Linked DNA regions of Danio rerio: region 1 is linked to region 2. A link is a contact called in public Micro-C data. All regions are on one chromosome and are shown on one strand. The core of a region is the stretch at or near the end of the contact, and the rest is flanking DNA. Distances in the headings are between cores, read along the strand shown. Region 1 holds the start of cyp26a1 (cytochrome P450, family 26, subfamily A, polypeptide 1). Region 2 has its middle 63 kb from the start of reep3b.

Region 1 (2,863 bases), core at 184-2,683, 74 kb before region 2:
CAGTAATTCAGACTGCAGTGGGTGTTTGCTCTTCATGTACCGGTAACCTTGCTCTGCTCCGTCACTTTTTGAGCTGACCTGAGTTTGAACCCGCAGCGAGACAATGATCATATTTATGATATTACAGCACACTCTGCTCCACATGAAAACAGGGCATAATATCTGTGGCACGGGTTCCAGGTTAAAGTCTAACATGAGATCAGATCCAGACCTGACAACATACAGCTGTCATAGCTTATAGAAAACAGTGACCTCAACAACTTGGATGCAGCCCAGAGTTCACAGGTTCCCCCTTTTTACACTCAAACAAATGCTGCTTGTTCAAACTGCTTATTTAAAATGAGCTGAAACAGCACAATTCTTGACATTTTTGGGGGACAACCAGGTTGTTTTATGTTCCATCTACTTTAATTTGTTTAATTACTTTATCAATTTGATTTGAATTGTGTGAAACTCCGAATTTTGTTTGCAGTGTAAAGTTAATGAATATTTAGCACTTTCTTTACCGTTATATTTTGAAGTGTATCAGTGTAGTAGCAAATTCCTGAGATTAGTGATCTGATCCAACTTTTTTTTTACATGTATAGAACTTTACATTTATAGAAATATCCAGAAATCACACTATTATAATCAACTTTTGAAAATAAAATGCTTTCTATTATACATACACATTACATTAGTTGTCAACATTTCAAGTGTAGTGAAATCTGCACTTAAAATATGAATATTTTTACAATAACACTATAAATATGCATTATTAGTACATTATTTATTAATTGAATCATTATACAATATGTTAACTACTAACTCAAATCTTGACTTCTGTACATATATTTATATATAAACTGCTGCAGGGACGATTTTCACTTAAACGATTCATTGAATGTTTAATTAAACTTGAAACCTTTAAGACTAAAACTGCACTTTCCATATATATAATGTATACGATTAGCACTGAACATGTTTGAGTAGGCTGTCTAACATGTGTTATAGCCTTTTAAGGACCCCCAGAGCAGAGAAGGACAAAAAGAGGGACATTTAAGGGATTTAAAATGTAAAAGTAAAGCTTCACAGTTTAAGCTCCTCAATTAAATCCTCCACGGCAGTTCTGATGCCACACAAGCCCAGAGTAATGAGTGTAAACGACGGGAATATTGGCAACAAAAGAGCCTCGGATGCTTCCTTTTGTGTCGGGGGAATTAACACCTTTTCAAAGTGAAATCTCAGGATTGTCTGCCTTCTACAGGAGGTGGTATTAAAATGCGCCTATAACAAATGGTTGAGAGTTTGGAGCCGCTTCTGCCCTGTGGGCGGGGCGAGATGACACCACAATTAAAGATGAACTTTGTGTGAACTAATTTATCTGAGGAAGTTAACAGGAGGAGACCTGCGCGCAATGGATATATAAGGGCGCGCAGGCGAGGACGCCCTCAGTTTGTGCGTAAAGACGCGTCTCCTCTCCAGAAGCTTGTTTTTCGTTTTGGCGATCAGTTGCGCGCTTCAACATGGGGCTGTACACCCTTATGGTCACCTTTCTCTGCACCATCGTGCTACCCGTTTTACTCTTTCTCGCCGCGGTGAAGTTGTGGGAGATGTTAATGATCCGACGAGTCGATCCGAACTGCAGAAGTCCTCTACCGCCAGGTACCATGGGCTTGCCGTTCATTGGAGAAACGCTCCAGCTGATCCTCCAGGTAAGCGTGCACTATTACAGCAATTTGCTGCAAGTTCAGCTGAAAGTATTTAACTGCTAAATCAACGATTTCTTGTATTATAACATGCATTTGTGAGCTTTGTGCCAATAACGCATCTCCATCACACACAGAGAAGGAAGTTTCTGCGCATGAAACGGCAGAAATACGGGTGCATCTACAAGACGCACCTCTTCGGGAACCCGACTGTCAGGGTGATGGGAGCTGATAATGTGAGGCAGATTCTGCTGGGCGAACACAAGCTGGTGTCTGTTCAGTGGCCAGCATCAGTGAGAACCATCCTGGGCTCTGACACCCTCTCCAATGTCCATGGAGTTCAACACAAAAACAAGAAAAAGGTAAGGATGATAAGATTTTCTTTCTTTTTCTTTCTTTTTCTTTCTTTCTTTCTTTCTTTCTTTCTTTCTTTCTTTCTTTCTTTCTTTCTTTCTTTCTTTCTTTCTTTCTTTCTTTCTTTCTTTCTTTCTTTCTTTCTTTCTTTCTTTCTAGTAAAATAAAGATGTAAGAAATGGTTGGTTTTGTCGATATTTAACCCAGATTTGAGTTGAAGCAACTCAATGTTTTTTTAATGCATCTATACTGTAAAATGTTTTTAAAAAAATTGTAAGTAATGCAAAAAATGTCAAGGTATTTCAGTCTTTTCAATTCAAAATGTACTTTTTTTTGAGTATCTTGCCTTTACTTAGTCATTAATTTAAAAAAATACAATATTTTTGCTTCTTACAAAGATACATGCATTTTTGCTGCTTTAATATGAATGTTTGACACTCACTCATGTGTGAAACTTAATGTTAAATATTTTATATATTAAATATAGAATAAATATGATATATTTATATAGTAATTTTAAAATAAACATTTTATATATTACCCAATATAATATATGAAATATTTGAGGCATCTTCAAAAATGCAGATTGTCTGATATAATTATTTTGGAAATTAAAAGTTTTTTCTTCTTCTTCTGTTTTAGGCCATTATGAGGGCGTTCTCTCGAGATGCTCTGGAGCACTACATTCCTGTGATCCAGCAGGAGGTGAAGAGCGCCATACAGGAATGGCTGCAAAAAGACTCCTGCGTGCTGGTTTATCCAGAAATGAAGAAACTCATGTTTCGGATAGCTATGAGAATCCTGCTTGGTTTTGAACCAGA
Region 2 (2,740 bases), core at 181-2,680:
TTTATTTTTTATAAACTCTTAAAAAATTAATATTACATTTTGGAGTAAATTTAACATTTTTATTTCATTGACAAATGCATAATAATTATTATATATATATATTGTGGAAAGATTGGTTAAACTAGATACAAAAAATGATCTCAGACAATGTTTGACTGGCATAATTTATTTCATTTTGAAATAAAAGCTGTATATTGAGATGTGGTGGAATTGACATTTGTTCAGTTCACGATGGAAAAAAATGTTTCTCTTCCTATTTAAGTTTGTTCTCTTACAGATCTTAAAACTAGACAAATTGTTTAAACTTATGAGGCTGTTACATTAATTTTGAACAAGTTTTTTTCCTCAATTTCACAAGGCTAAAAGTGCCCGTAGTTGAAGAATAGTCGTTATATCAAGTTGTTAGATTAGACTATTATTTCAACTTTCCATCTTTTATCTAATAATAACCCTGCTGAAAAAAAACAAGCTGGCTAGCTGGTTATAGCTGGTCGACCAGCCTAATTTAAGAGGGATTTCCAAGCCATTCCCAGCCTGGAATTAACTGGTTAGGCTGTGAGATGACCAGCTAAGACCAGCTTGGCCAGCCTAGGCAGGCTGGTAGACCAACCAAAACTAGCTATGTCCATCTTAAACCAGCTAAAACCAGCCAACTTAGCCTATTTAAGCGTTTTTTGTTTTGTTTTGTTTTGTTTTGTTTGTTTTTTCTTTTTTTTTTTTTTGGTTTGTTTTAGCAGGGAATCCCAAAGATGTTTTAATACAATATAAATCAATGGCCAAAATAAAGGCAATGGGTGGTCCATGCCAGCTGGAAAAAGATTATTATTTTTTCTAAAGTAAAATAAAAAGTAATATAATTTAATGGTTTATGTGGAGATAAAAGAAATTTTGGTTTTGGTTTTAATAAAATATGTAATAGCTCGTATGAATCTCTGCTGGTGACATGTAAAAACCATTCAATCGTGCAACAGGTCTCAAATCAGAATCTAATACATTAAAATTGAATAATACATTAAAATATGACTGTTTGGTATTTATTATGAAAATTATTAAGAGTTTATTTTGTTTTGTTTTATCTCACCATGAAGATTTGTGTCCGACTAACGTTAAAACGGAAGTTGCTGTAAGTGAAAATTTCGTAAATTAACTTTCAGCATTTACATTGTGTGTACATGAGGTGAACATTCAGACAATAAAATACACGTCCTCACGCGACATTAAAACTTAATACTTTCTAAAAACCTAAAGTTTTTAACGATAAAAATGTTAAAAAGCTCACCTTTTGTGTTTCACAGAGGAAATAAAGACATGTTATATTCTTAAGACCGACGTGAAGGTGAAAATGATGGCAGAATTTACAATTTGCTTTAAGCCCGGGATCACTTTCTACTCTTATAGCAACATCGTGTGGCCATATAATATAATGCAACTCCTAATAGATGTGTTAGGCCTGGAGTGGAGTATGAATGGGGTAATGGACAACATTTGACATCTATAGAGCCACTGTTAGCTGATAAAACGATATGGCACTCACAAAGAAAGCCAGAAAAATTACTACACTAAATTTGTTCCCGGAGCTCTTGAACACTCTCAATACAACAGATACAGTCAACCACAGTGACTGATGGCAGTTTGGAGGGAAGCAGTCATCTTTTAGCTTGGTTTGGAATTAAACATTTTAAATATATTTTAAATATAAATACTGCTATGGTCAATATTTTTAGGCCCCTTTGACAAAACCACTGTAGTCCAATAACTTGCCTAGTTAACCCAATTAAGCCTTTATATAGACATTTAAGCTAAAAATCAGTAAAATATTATGTACTGTCTTCATGGCAAAGACAAAACACGTATTAATTATAACAACTACTGTGCTTTTTATAATTCAATATATTTTTTTAAATTGACCTTTTTATTTTTTGTATGCTTTATGAATGGACTTATAAATACTAAAGGCTTTTAAAACTAGTTTAGAACAATTAATTTAGTCATATATGCAGAAAGACCACATAAAAATGAGCGCTAATTAACTTAACTGATATCAAAATGATGACGCTGACGAATAAAGTAGAGATTTTTAAGTAACTGATGAGTTAATAAACTGTATATTGGACAATAGCTTGTATAATGTAAATACAATTGTTGTGCCTGTAAAACCTTGGTAAATCACTAGCCGGTTGGGTTAAACAAAGTCTGACATCTAGTGGACGACTTACGTCATAACAGTGTTTTTTATTGATTGATTAAACAGGGGAGTATAGAACTATACATAAAACAGTACACAAGGGAATTAACAACAAAAATTAATCATGTACATTAAGTTTTTTTTTCCAGCAGTTGGGATGTCTTAATAGCTTTGGTATTACTCTGTGTAGAAGAGAGGGAATCATAAACAATTTTTAGATCGATGAAAAATAGTTTGCAATTTGTTACAGTCAGCATACACTTTGTTTTGGGGATGCGACACTTTCCAAATAAAATAAGAATTTTTGCTATTTTGTCAATTTTCAATAATGCATAAATAAAACCATTTTATCAGTTACATTGATAGATTTATAAAACACTTTAAAAAGTAGTAATGAAACTTGGGACCAAAACTGTTTTGTGTAACTGCAACTGAAAAATAAATGAAGGAATGTTTCCGGTTCCATTTTACAAAAACAACACAAGGGTGAAAAATTTTCCTTAAAATTACTAATAAAACCATTGCATGGATAATATCTATAATATTTTAAAAAGT

What was found. A called contact is a pair of places that touch in the nucleus more often than the background predicts.
Region 1: a Micro-C map of caudal fin shows a contact between it and region 2, with 5 times the contacts expected there. The contact joins the promoter of cyp26a1 here to the enhancer-like site in region 2. A contact is called at or near these places in 2 of 18 Hi-C or Micro-C datasets (caudal fin and skeletal muscle) and 1 of 4 datasets of contacts at active chromatin or transcription factors (gastrula embryo).

What each region holds. Positions count from the first base shown.
Region 1 is chr12:9,511,649-9,514,511 of GRCz12tu, reverse strand. It overlaps cyp26a1 (cytochrome P450, family 26, subfamily A, polypeptide 1), which reads left to right and starts at 1,433. Exons shown (of 7, transcript NM_131146.2): 1 at 1,433-1,694; 2 at 1,826-2,050; 3 at 2,685-2,863. The coding sequence starts at 1,506.
Region 2 is chr12:9,437,296-9,440,035 of GRCz12tu, reverse strand. No RefSeq gene overlaps it. Among named protein-coding and RNA genes, the nearest start is that of reep3b, 63 kb to the right of the region's middle. Within about 2 kb of position 1,430, at least 1 of the 62 cell types and tissues checked has an H3K27ac peak or open chromatin away from gene starts, as enhancers often do. A contact at or near this core is called in caudal fin, where this site is marked.